Linked DNA regions of Mus musculus: region 2 is linked to region 1. Evidence: chromatin contacts called from public ChIA-PET data. All regions are on one chromosome and are shown on one strand. Each heading gives the region's core, a stretch centred on a gene start, on an enhancer-like site or on the middle of the called end of the contact. The rest is flanking DNA. Distances are from core to core; before and after follow the strand shown.

Region 1 (6,414 bases), core at 1,795-4,294:
ACCAGCAAAGACACTGACACACTCACAAGCATGCACTACACCCGAGCACACACATATACTGACGCACAGACATACACACACTCACACCTATACACGAGGGTATTTCATAAGCACGCATTCACACCAGACCATTCACAAATACACTTCTATGGGCACAGGAGCACGCGTGGGCACATTCATACTGACACACTCACACTGACACGCCCACGAGCACATTCCCTGGCACACACAATCCTGCTGCCCTGACCCTCTGCCCTGGAATAAGTCTAATTCTTAGCCTTTCTTGGAGAGATAATCTTAACCTTGAAAAGAACCTGTTGACGAAGATAATTAATGCTTTCTTGCAATCATATGAATGTGGGGAAAGATCTAAGTCTCTAACTATGGAGAACTGAGATATTTTAGATGTCAGTGAAGATGTTTGAAGTCGGACCTGGAGGCACAGACGTGTAACCCCCAGCCACGCAGGAGGCGAGAATTTTGATTGACAGGAGGAGAATGGGGCTGAGGTACAGCTCAGAGTGTCACTCTTACCCAGCATGCATGAGGACCCGTATCATAGCAAACCACCACAGTACTTAGTAGCGCAGAAAACTGACAAGCCATAATCTTATCTAATACCTAGCATGCTAATTAAAAATAAATAAATAAATAAAAACTTCCAATGTTTTAAATATTAAAAATAAACTTATACATGGAAGAAATATCTATGCCAGGCCTGGTAGTACATGCCTTTGAGTTTGAGGCCAGCCTGTACTACAGAGTGAGTTCCAGGATAGCCAGGGCTACACAGAGAAACCCTGTCTCAAAAAAAACAAAATATTAACTGTGGTTGTCTATATAAATAATTATGGCAATTCTTATCCTCTCTGTCTCTCCCTCCTCCCTCCTTGAGGCAGATCTATCTCTCCCTCCGTCTGTCTGTCCTCCCTCCTTGGGATCTAGCTCTTTCCCCCTCTTTGCTTCCCTCTCTTTCTTCATCTGCCCTTTCCCTCCCAAGATAGATTTGATTACGTAGCTTGGGTTGGCCTGGAGTTCCTGACCCACCTGGCTCCACCTCCCCAGTGCACAGGTTCCTGACATCTGCCATTAGACTCAGCAAGTCTTCTCCTTCAAATTTTTCCTATAAAATTCCTGCAGTTAAGAAAAAAAATTGAAGGCAATCTACTTATTATGAAAAAGTCGTATCTTTCAGGAAATGATCCCACGCGAAGGCCAAGTGTCTAGAGGGGCATCCCAAATGTGCCATCTTCTTTTCTTTCTCCCCGTGTATACTTGTCCTGCTTCCCAGAATGATTAGAATCGTTTACGAGAAAGTCATGAGTAAGAGAATAAATAGCATTTAATTAGGGAGGGGTATCACCCACAACACAGCCAGAGGGGTTCAGTAAGGTTCTGAAGTGAAATCTGAGGCTGTGGCCTTGAGTCTAGAATTTGGGGCCTAGGGAGATAATCTATAGTTTTTCTGACCAAGCTCATGGGGACAGGGCATTGGGCCTGGTTGCTTGGTCCCATATAGGCCATTTTTCTCTCAGATGAAAAGGAGTATCTGAGACTGGCCTTATTACACACACAAACACACACACACACACACACACATACACACACACCTCCTAAGCCTGTTGACGCTTGCTCATTCTGATTCCCTCTCAGGATTTGTAATAAATATCCTGGGACAGCTCAGACTGAGGCTTGTCACTCTGCCTCCCACACAGAGCAGTCCTCTTCAGCTTCAGAAACCGGTGTCTCCCTCGGGCAGACTTCATCTGGGAAAGGCAGGCATGTCCTGTGGAGCACCACAGGTCAGAGGCACCGAGTAGGGTTGATAGAGGCCCAGCTGAGAGGATAGCCAACCCTGCTGGGATTCCAGGTCTGTCTGCATTCAAGACTCCCCATGCACTATGTTTGGGGCTTCTGTTTTTGCAGGTCTAGGGTTCGAGGCAAGTGCCCTAGCCTTGAGCTACACCCCCAAACAAAGCTTGCTTCCTGACACCCAAATGGTAACTGCTTGCTGCAAAAACTGGGTCCTGTCAGCTGCCATCTCCAAGCCTAAGTGCCTGGGATGCTGAGAGCCTGCAGCTGCTGCCTGTGAATGCGCCTGGGCTTGACCTGAACATCTGCTTCTGAATCCACCGAGTAAAAATACTCCAGGGCCCCTCTGTGCTGTGTACTTTTAAAGACCAAAAGCAGAATGGGGGAGGGGTGGGAGAAACAAATCCTCACAGGCCCAGGCAGGAAGAGGCAGAGGGATGCCCTTGCAGGCCTGTGTGTAGAAAGACCTAACTTCTCCCCAGATTCCGGTCACTCCCCTGAAGTTGTCAGTAGGCTGTAGTTCTTGGGGGCTTAGTGTTACCTCCTCAGGGGGGTGCAGACGGAAGGTCTCCTCTTCCCGTGGTAAATGCCTTTAGCGGTGATGTAAGAATCGTTGATCTGGGTTTGGGTACCAGTTGCCCAGGCTCACAGACCTAGCCACGCGGTGGCTGCTGGGAAACACCCTGTGGCATCTGTAGTGTAAGTACTCACCCAGCCCGCTACACACACAAACCCTGGTGAACTGAGTACGGGCAGCTGAGCCCTTGGTGAGGGAGTCCCGTTGTGACTGTGGACTAACTTAGAAAATGAGGCTTCTAAAAACGTTGCTGGTGTTGCTGCTGTGGGTTGTGGGCTGCGGGCTGCGGGCGGAGCTTCCCGCATCACCCGCTTTCTTCTGAGCTCAGGTCCCCCACCCTGCAATCAGTTACCGGTGACCAGGGACCAGGGACCAGCCAGACAAGCCTTTCCTGGGAAGGGACAATGAGAGAGTCTGGTCCAACCAGGAATAGAAAGAGTGGAGGAAGGGCTTGGAGAGAGGAAGGGAGGCAGCGGCGCCCCCCAGACTGAGGGAGGGTGGGGCCTGAGAGATCACAGGAAGAGTCACTATGCAAGGAAAAGGAAAGGAGAGGCCGAGGTTCTGGGAAAACACAGGCACCAAAACAGCCCCGAAGGGAGGGGCGCGAGGGACACTGGCAGGGGAAGGGAAGGCCACCAGGGCTCAGCACGCTGAGATCCTCAAAGAAGAAGGAAATACAGTACAGTCACTGCCGGAAGTACTACTCGAGCCTCCAGCAGCGTATGGCCGGTCCTAAGCCCCCGCCCCAACCCCCTCAGATGTGGAGTTGGACTGACATCCATGAGAGCCCAGTGTCACACTACCTGTCATCCTCTGGGGACAGAGACTCGGGCACATCTAAAATAGCCTGACAGAGGGGTGAGGAAAAGGAGTGTTCAAAGAGTGCCCATCTCACAGCGGCAACAAGGGGCAAGAGGCGCTTAGCAGCAGGGACCCTGTCAGCCTGGGCTTTAGCATTATCATCTGCCCCACTCTGGGATCCTGATCACAGGGAGGCATGGCCTGGGGAGAGATCCCAGCTGGGTTCCTCTTGCCTGGGCATTGGGTGTGAGATCTAGTCCAGGCATAAGACTGCCCCGAAGCTCCTGCCCTGCCACTGGGAACCAGCAGATGACAACCAGCATCACCAACGCAGCTACAACCTGTCTAGGGCCTTGAATGGTTTTATCTTCCACGGTTTTGGGTCAACAGTGATTTGTGGTTTTCCTGAGTGCAGATAATGAGAGATGAAAAGAGGGAAGAAGGGCAGGGGTATGGTCTGCTTGACTGGGCCATTTTTAAAATTTGTATTTTTTTTAATTCTCATACAATATATTTTAATCATATTCTTTTCTCTATCTTAATTCTTCCCCACAACCAACTTTGTGTTCTCTCTCTCTCTCTCTCTCTCTCTCCCTCTCGCTCTCTCTCTCTCTCTTTCTCAATAAAACACAAAAACAAAATAAGGAAAACAAACAAAACCACAAAATCAAAACAGATAAAAATAAAGAAAAAAATCAGTAAGACAAAAAATACCACAATAAAACAAAAAGTACACACACGCAAACCAAGACCACAGAGACTTTTATGTTGTCCAATAATTCCTGGGCATGAGGCCTACCTAGAATGTGGCTGATATTCCTAGTGACACACCATTGGAGAAAACTGGGTTGTTGTTGTTTTGTTGTTGTTGTTGTTGTTTCTTTCCCAGAAAGTAATCAATTACAAACAGCTCCTGGTTAGGAGTGGCGTTTGGTACATTCCCGTGTGTGACACTGCTACCATGCTCAAGAACCTGAGGCTTCCTCGGTCATGGTCCCTAGCGAAAACATAACACTATTATTCTGCTAAAACAATAACAACAACATAGCAATAAAATGACACCTTGCTATATCCACAGATCAGAGCATCGCTCCATCCAATCAGAGAAGCCTCTTCCTACAGTAGATGAGAGCCAACGACAAGAAGATCCACAACTGGACACCATCCAGAGAGTGAGAGGCTCTGGAACACTGTGTCCTAAATGGGATATCTTTATCAAACGCCTCCGTCCAAGGTTAGGAGTTCTATGAAGAAGAGGATGTGGGCAGATTGTAAGAGCCAGAGGTGGTGATGACTCCAGAGAAACATCATTTTTTCAGACCCCACAGGATGCACACGTAAACTTACAGAGACCGAGCCACTTTAACCACGAAGGACACTAGTGTGCAGGACAGAAGCAGAATATTTAGAAGACGCAAGAGTCAAACGAAGAGAAACCCCAGATACTGCCAAGGCCATATATGATGGATTCCCCCTGCCCAGGACAATTAGAGGTGTCCAGTAAGAGTGTTTTGAGCTGGATGTGGTGGGGCTTGCCGGGGACCTCAAACTGAGGCAGGTGCTTGAAGAGTTCGAGGCTGGCTTCAGAGTAAGAGGTGGCCTCAAAGAAAATCCTAAAAAGGATAGACCATATCCAGTGTGTACAGCTAATGGGCCTGCAGAGAAGAAAGAGGAGATAGGACAGGTTTGAAAGAGGCCCCAGGGAACTCTGGGCAGTGAGCTGGGAGCAGCCCTCAACCTGCACTCTAGCCTCATCCCTGGTAACTTTGGTCGTTCGAGGAGGGGTTGTGGAGGAGTGAATGAGGTCTCCAAGTCTGAGACTCCACCCAGAGAGAAAACATGAAGAGAGGGCTGGACATTCAGCAGGGGCCAGAAGGGAAACGTGAAATGGGGCTGGGCCTGCAGGGTCCACCCAGATTACCCAAGGAAAGCAGCCTGGAGCCTCCTCTGTCCCTGGGGAAGGCCTCCACCCTGAGCGGGACAGGCTGCCAGGAAGCAGTAACACCCCCACCAACCCCCCCCCACACACACACACACATACACACACACACATACACACATTCTCGCATCCAAGGGGATGAAGGGCCAGAGGAGGAGGGGTAGATGCTCTGCTCTGATGGGGGAGTGACTAAGTGTCCAGCAACTGAACCCTTGCCACCTCTACACTCTGAAAGAGCAGCCTGGTTCCTCTGAGCTGAGCATTCTTCCTTGTGGAAGGGAAGCTGAACGTTTCCTATTGCAAGATGGCTTCTAACAGCCAAATTGTGCCTTCTATGACCAATGGCCTCTGTTTTTAAAAGTACTTGGGGGCTGGAGAGATGGCTCAGTACTGACTGCTCTTCCAGAGGTTCTGAGTTCAATTCCCAGCAACCACATGTTGGCTCACCACCATGCGTAATGAGATCTGACTCCCTCTTCTGGGGTGTCTGAAGACAGCTACAGTATATTTATGTATAATAATAAATAACCCTTTGGGCCAGAGTGAGCAGGGTTGATTGGAGCCAGCAGAGGTCCTAAAAATACAATTTCCCAACAACCACATGAAGGCTCACAACCATCTGTACAGCTACACTGCATTCGTATACATAAAATAAATAAATAAATCTTTAAAAAAAAAATGCCAGAAATGAGGACAAAGCCTGACTTGGGCTCTAAGAAGAAAGCGTCACCTTAAGGAGAGGAAAGCAGTAGCTACTGGGGCAGCCAAGCTTGTGCCAGATCCCATGTGGAGTGCTGTCCCAGCTGGACATTTAAGCTGTCAACAGCCTGGCACATTTTCTCAGTGAGGTAGGAATCCCAGAGAGAGGGGCCCAGGGCAGATTCTAACACTGTGCTGGCTTCACAACTATCCCAAGGATGCAGGGAGACCTGGCAGGGAGCCAGGAGCTCCAGGGGCAACTAGGGCCCTGCTTTGGGGACTAGAGAGGTCCCACCCACTGTGGCCCCAGATTCCCCCACCCACCCCCCACCCCCAGAGGCCTGGCCTGTGTAACTCTCAGCCTGAAGGATTCCCTGAGAAAGGAAAAGCTGGCCTCTTATCTCCTGGGGTAAAGGAATGTGCTCTCCTGCCAGGACAAGGGGCTGCTGGACAGGAAGTCTCCACCCTAGCTGTGGGTTCCTCCCAGTCACCACTTGCTCCTTCTGGCTGTCCCTGCCTCTGGCATCCACTTCCCATGCTTAAACTTCTGACCTGACCTCCCCAACAGAATTCTAAGCCATTTTAC
Region 2 (7,189 bases), core at 3,519-6,018, 180 kb after region 1:
GAGATCCAGAACACACAAAGACTCTGACCCCCAGTCACCAAGTACAAGGAGGGATCTCTCTAAGTTCTGCAACAGATACTAGCTGGGCATCTGTGCTGGTTGGTTTCTGTCAACTTGACACAAACCTAAACATATCTAGGAAAAGGGAATCTTAATTAATTGAGGAAAATGACTCCATAAGATTAGCCTGTGGGACAAGTTTGTGAGGGTACTATCTTGATTAATGACTGATGTGGGAGGGTGCCCCTCTTGGCAGTTGGTCCAAGATGATATAAGAAAGCAGGCTGAGCAAGCTGTGAGGAGCAAGCCAGTAAGCAACATTCCTCCGAAGTCTCGTTTCAGTTCCTGACTTGAGTTCCTGCCCTGACTTCCCTGTTGAAAGAGTGTAACCTAGAGTCCTTTCTTCCCCAAGTTGATGTTGGTCATGGTGTTTCATCATAGCAATAGAAACTCTAAGAAACTGACCTTTAAATCAACTCAAATCTAGAGATAAGCTGCTTTGCCTTAAATGTCATCTATGTAACCCCAGGTTTGTTGTCTAGTGACTAGCCTGCTATTAATCAGGGTTCCATGAACCCCACTCTGGTTCAATTAATTTTCTGGAGCTTTTCACAGAACTCAGAAAAACAGAATCATTGACTTACTACAAAAGGCATTCAAAGACAGTGATTAAACCTCAAATGAGACACATATGCACAAGGAAGAGGGAAAGAATGGCCTTGCTTACGAGCTCTCTCCAGCACAATATGCAGTAGGGTCTTCCTCCACATAGTTCCCCAAACTCAATTCTCTGGGATTCAAAATAGGGTCTCACTAAGTAAGAATAAACTATACCACTGTCCAAGAATAAATCTTTTCAACCGTTGTTCTTCCCTTCCTTGGAACCCCCAAATCATACCTAGATTTCTCCTATGACCAGTCCCCACCTCAAGCTAGCTAGGAGGTTATAACCTCACTACACTCAATAAATACAAAAGAAACTCATTAGAGATTCCAAGCATTTCAGGAGTTACATGCCAGGAAATAGATAAAGACCAAACACACATTTTACAGTATCACATCATTAAACTTCACGGCCCACAAAGAATGCTATAATCAAAATGGCTGACACCAGTCTGTAAGTCCCTGTGACCCCAGCACTAGAGAAGCTGGAATAAGATCTTAAACTGAATTCAATCTGAACTATACAGCAAGGAGCAAGGGATGGGTGATGGGGGTGTGGTTCAGGTGATATTGGCAAGATACAGGAAAACTGAAGAGCTCATACACTGCTGATGGAAAATTAAAATAGTAAAGCCTCTTTGGAAAAGTCTACAGTTTCATAACTGAATGAACATCGCTGAAGAGCTATACTCAGCAATTCTACTGTTAGACATATACACAAGAGAACTGAAAGTGAAGGCTTACACCAAAAACAAGGGTTTGGGATGTAGTTGTAGAGAACCTGTAGAGTCTCCATTAAAAAAAACAAAAAACCAAAAAGACTTTCCTGCATCGTGTGGTGGTGGATCCCTTAATCTCTTGAGTCCAGGTCTAGCCTGGATTACAGAGGTAACAATGGGGAGCATAGCTCAGTAGTCAAAGTGCTTACAGAGCTCAGATCCCCAGAACCCACCAGAGTAAATGAGTGGTGGCTCACTTGTAATTCAGCCTCAAAACCCACAACTAGAGACAGGGTCCCAGAGCAAGCTCACTAATGCCACTAGTGAGCTCTGGATCTGACTAAGAGAACTTGCCTCAAACATTACGGTGGAAGAATAATCAGAAAAATCCCAGATATTAACCTTGAGTCTAAGCCCACAAATGTGCCCACTAGCATGAAATATGCACATACACACACAGCATACACAAAAAGAAAAAAAATTACTTTAAAAAATGGATATAGACTTAAAAAAAAAAGGCACATATATTCAAAATAGAATTATTCATAATACCTAAGTCTAAACAACCCAAGTGCTGATCAGATAATAGACAAAATGTATGTTCATATAGGTTACTACTAACCCATTAAAAATGAATCAACTAATGACATTTCCTACATCATGTAAGAGCATAATAAACAGGGCACAGAAATCCATTCACTTTATGATTCCATTAAAATGTTCAAAACAACCAGGCAGTGGTGGCACGCCTTTAATCCCAGCACTAGAGAGGCAGAAGATCTCTTAGTTTGAGTGCAGCCTGGCCTACAGAGTGAGTTCCAGGACAGCCAGGACTACAGAGAGAGAGAGAGAGAGAGAGAGAGAAACAGACAGACAGACAGAATGTTCAAGGCAGACAAATCCCTAGAAGCAGAAAGAGTAACAGCAACTTCTAGATAGATAGATGGATGGATGGATGGATGGATGGATGGATGGATGGATAGATAGATAGATAGATAGATAGATAGATAGATAGATAGATAGATAATGTTCAAAACAAACTCCTAGAAGTAGATTTTAGATAGATAGATAGATAGATAGATAGATAGATAGATAGATAGATAGATAATGTTCAAAACAGACAAACTCCTAGAAGTAGATTTCCAGGCACTAAGAGGAAGCAGAAATAAGGGTGGTTTCTTTTTAAGATAGTGAAAATATTCTAAATATTTTATATGCTACATATTCTAAACTTGATTACAGTGATGGCCACATAGCTCTGTGTTATTCTAAAAACTTTATCACTCTGTTTATAGTATATGAATTAAATGGTATGTTAAAAATACTTCAAATATGTTTAAGGAAAACTCAATGGTTCTTAGAATGTGTTTCAAAAATGATAGATCTAAATAACCAGGAATCGCTAACATAATAGGCTAGGGCAGTGGTGATGCAGTCCATTAATTCCAGCCCACCCCCAGAGGCAAAGGCAGGCAGATCTACTGATTAAGTTCCTGGCCAGCCAGGGCCAAATATCAAAGTCCTGTCTCAAAAACAAACAAACAAACAACAACAACAAAACAAAAACAAAAAAGAAAGTCTACATAAAAAAGTAAATTCATCCCAAACTGAACCACAAACTTGGTAAAATTTCTATAAAGCTCCTGGTCACGGATTAAAAGTCTACATAATAAAGCAATCTATGCTAAACCGAGCTTAATGAATTCCTACCAAGCTCTTGTCGAGGTATTGTTCACACATATTATGAAATTCTAAACTTTATATGAAAAGGCAAAAGTGCCAGAGAAGCTGCAATAGTCTTGACCCAGAACAAAGTACCAGGAGCCCTGCCAGCCTTCAGGAGCACACCGTAAGCAAGGTCCTGAAGACAGAGGACACACAGATCACTGAGCAGATCAGAGCTCCAACATGAACACACACATTGCAACAGATTTTGACAAAGAAGCAAAAACAGTTCGACTGAGAAAGGATAACTGAGGAACTAAGGTGTTGTGACTAGACACCTAGAAGCCAAACAAAACCAACCTCTAAGCCATACAACCATGTCTCAAAGTCAGAAGGGATCATGAATTTAAATATGATACAAAGAACTTCTTGAGAACTGAAGCAAAGGACTACAGACCTTGGCACCAGAGGTGTGCTACCCTCCATGAATGAAAATAAATCAGATCTGATACCCAAATTAAAGACCTTGTCAAGATGACATTTCTAAGATCATTTTTAAAAGCAGTCTACTCTGCTTATAGACTTAAAGAAAGTATCCGTAAAGCTCATCTAACAAAAGTCTTAAATAGACAGGTGGTGACTTGCACCTTTAAGCCAGGCGTTCAGGTGAGTCTCTAAGAGTTCAAGGTCAGCTTGGTCTATAAGTTCCAGGGCTACATAGAGAAACCCAGTCTCCAAAAACAAAAACAAAACAAACAAAAGGTCTTAAGTAGAAACTATTCTATAAAGAATTCTCAAAACTCAATAGCAAATAAGCAAATTATCCTGATGCAACAAAAGATATCAAGCATTTCACACACACACACACAAAAAATCTGAAGAGAATAAAAACATAAAAAGATGATTAAAACCATTAGCCATCACAGCAAGTAACTAAATACACACTTAGCACACAACTCAGCAATTTTGCCATTGAACACCTATTTCAGAAAAGGGGGGAGCTTTTATTTACATAAAATCCTCATATTTTGGGGGCTGGGGAGATGGCTCAGCGGTTAAGAGCACTGACTGCTCTTCCAAAGGTCCTGAATTCAAATCCCAGCAACCACATGGTGGCTCACAACCATCCTTAACGAGATCTGACTCCCTCTTCTGATGTGTTTGAAGACAGCTACAGTGTACTTACATATAATAAATAAATCTTTTTTTAAGAAAATCCTCATATTGCCTGTACAAATTTGCACTAGCCCTTGGTTTACAATGGAAAACACTAAACATCCCTCAGGGCTCAGGGATGGCTCAGTAGATAAGGGCACTGGCTCTGTAAACACAAAGACCTGAGTTCAAATCTCCAGAGTTCACATAAAAAGCCAGGTGTTCTGTAATCCGGGCCCTGTGAGGGGTGAAGAAAGGACTGCAGGCCGCTAGCCTTGCTGCAGGTTCAGCAGGAGACCCTGTCTCACTGAAATGGGACAAAGAGCAACAAGAATGCTAGTCCTCCCTCTGGCCTCAGCACGGACACACACACACATACACCACAAACAAGCTCTCACTGGGGAAAGGTTACACCAAGTGTCTTTCTTTAACTTACACTACATACCAAGGAAATGGAACCCACAGAGCTAGGGGGGCAGGATGCCAGGAGTCAGGGAGCCACATTGTGAAGGGACAATCTTAGGGTGTGGCAAGAGGGGTGGCCTTTGTTGTGACTCAAGTTTTATATCTTCAATGTAGTGACTACATACCTTTCTACATGAGAAAAAACGGCACAAAATTATACATACACAAGCAGTGTAGGTCTAAAAAAATTTTAAACAAACAAATAAAACTACAAACTTAGTATTCTTATTAAGGGGAAAGTCCCACTGTCGATTTCTGGGTTTGGTAACTTACATCATGAAGGAAGCACAGCAGTCTTTCTGGTTTTGTTTTATTTTTGAGACAGAGTCTGATTTTGTAGCCCTACCTGGCCTGGATATTACTATATAAACGAGGCTGCCCTCAAAGTCAGAGAAATATGTTTGTTTTCCTGCCGGCTGGAATTACAGGTGTGAACCACCACACCCTGTTGCATAGCCACTTCCTATAATTTTTTCAAAATAAAGTTATCCTAAAAATAGCAAGAGTTGTGGGGCCAGCAGGTTTGGCAAGTAAAATGCACTTGCTGCCAACCCTAGGGGCCTGAGACTTTGCTCCTCGGAACCCACATGGTAGGTAGAGGGCAAGATTGAACTCCTACAAGCTGTCATTTGACCTCAACAGGTAAGCCAGGGCAATGGGTGCATGCACGCATGGACATAGACAGACAGATATACACACACATACATTCTCTCCCTCTACCCTCTTCTCTTTCAAGTAAATAAACAAAATACTGAGAGGAAAGGTAGGAGATGAGTCAGCAGTTAAGTGTTTGCTACAAAGCCCACGAGAGCTGGAGTTCAGATCCCAGCATCTATGTAATAACACAAATGCCTGCCAACTCCAGCTCTAAAGGGTCTGACACAGTCTTCCAGCCTCTGCTCACACACAAGCATGTGCACATACTCCCAAGATGCACATATGCACACAAGTAAAGAAAATCTTAAAGAAATACATAAGGAAGAGGCAGGAAACAGAATAGGTGGAAGTCTAGATGAAACAAGAATGGCCAACAACTGCTAATTGTAGAGTTTCTAAGACTTTGCTTTCTTTCCTCTATTTAAATTTGTCTACAACATTAATAAAAATGTAAGAAAGCCATTTCATCTATAAACCAAAGTATTAACAAGAGTTTCTCTTGTTTTTCTTTGCTAACATGCATTTCAATTCTGAAAAATCAACGTGATTCTATAGAATGATTTCTGGGCTCAGTGGGTAAAGGCATTTCCTGTAAACCCCAACAGCCTAAACTCAACCCCTTCTAACCAGGCAGGAGAGGACTGACTCCACAAAGCTGTCCTCAGACCCCACACACACATCATGTACATTTACACAATAATTAAACTTTAAAAATAAAGAAATACAAAATGATTTTCAGCAGGCTTAGCTAATAACTTGTATTTTGCCCTTTTACTCTCTGTGCGTGCGTGTAAGTGTGTTTGGTTTGGTTTGGTTTGGTTTGGTTTGGTTTGATTTGGTTTGGTTTGGTTTGGTTTGATTTGGTTTGATTTGGTTGAGAGTATTTTTAAACAGCATCACCATGGAGAGGATTTAACATAAAGAGAAGCCTATTGATACTTCTTCCTCTAACAATACACTGCTTACATAATATGAAAACAATTCACTAAATATACAATTTATGAGCCAGACATTGGTGGCACATACCTTTTAATCCACCCTTGGGAGGTAGAGGCAAGAGGATCTCTCTGAGTTCAAGGCCAATCTGGTCTACTGAGTTAGTTCCAGGACAGTCAAGGCTACACAAAGAAACCCCTGTCTTAAAAATTAAAAATTAAAATAATAATAATATATTAAATATTTAATATGTGTAATATATTAAACCATATAATACCTTTATTACATATAATATACATATTACATGAGGCATAACATATTATGTATATATAATACAATGTATACTACATATATAACATACAAGATATATAACATATATTATATATGAATATAATATGTATACATCCAATTTATGTTACATCCAACTCCACTCCTAAAATTCCAAAATAATTTTTCCAATAAAGTAAGCAAATTAAAATATAGCTAGGCAGTGGTGACACAGGTCTTAAACCCCAGCACTAAGGAGGCAGAGTTGAGATCAGCCTGGTCTACACAGCAAGTTCCAGAACAGCCAAGGCTACAGAGAAACCCAATCTCCAAAACAAAACAAAAAGGCCACTAACCAAATAGTTTAAGAGCACATCAAGTTGTTGGAGAGAGAGTGGAGACATGGTTCCACAGGTAAGAACAGCTGCCGCTCTACCAGAAGACCCAGGTTCAATCCCCAACACCCACATGGCAGCTCGCAATCAGCTATAACTCCAGTTCCAGAGGGTCTGACACCCTGGCCTCTGGTACACATTCATGCAGGCAAAACGCCCATACACATATAAAATTTAAACTTGGTATTGTTCAAAGCTGTGGGAGAGAGTCATAAACATTTCTATCTGTGCCTTGTTAAGCATCCCCCATAAGGAGGGCCAAAGGTT

What was found. ChIA-PET counts read pairs in DNA pulled down with a chosen protein or histone mark.
Region 2: a contact with region 1 is called in an RNA polymerase II ChIA-PET map of memory CD8 T cells, with 21 read pairs. The contact joins two enhancer-like sites. A contact is called at or near these places in 3 of 115 datasets of contacts at active chromatin or transcription factors (embryonic stem cells, memory CD8 T cells and pancreatic cancer cells) and 1 of 9 other capture datasets (adipose tissue).

The regions. Positions count from the first base shown.
Region 1 is chr16:33,580,696-33,587,109 of GRCm38.p6, reverse strand. All of the region lies in intron 4 of Slc12a8 (solute carrier family 12 (potassium/chloride transporters), member 8), which reads right to left. Among named protein-coding and RNA genes, the nearest start is that of Slc12a8, 66 kb to the right of the region's middle. Within about 2 kb of position 3,044, at least 146 of the 459 cell types and tissues checked have an H3K27ac peak or open chromatin away from gene starts, as enhancers often do. A contact at or near this core is called in memory CD8 T cells, where this site is marked.
Region 2 is chr16:33,401,735-33,408,923 of GRCm38.p6, reverse strand. All of the region lies in intron 1 of Zfp148 (zinc finger protein 148), which reads right to left. Among named protein-coding and RNA genes, the nearest start is that of Zfp148, 25 kb to the right of the region's middle. Within about 2 kb of position 4,768, at least 21 of the 459 cell types and tissues checked have an H3K27ac peak or open chromatin away from gene starts, as enhancers often do. A contact at or near this core is called in memory CD8 T cells, where this site is marked.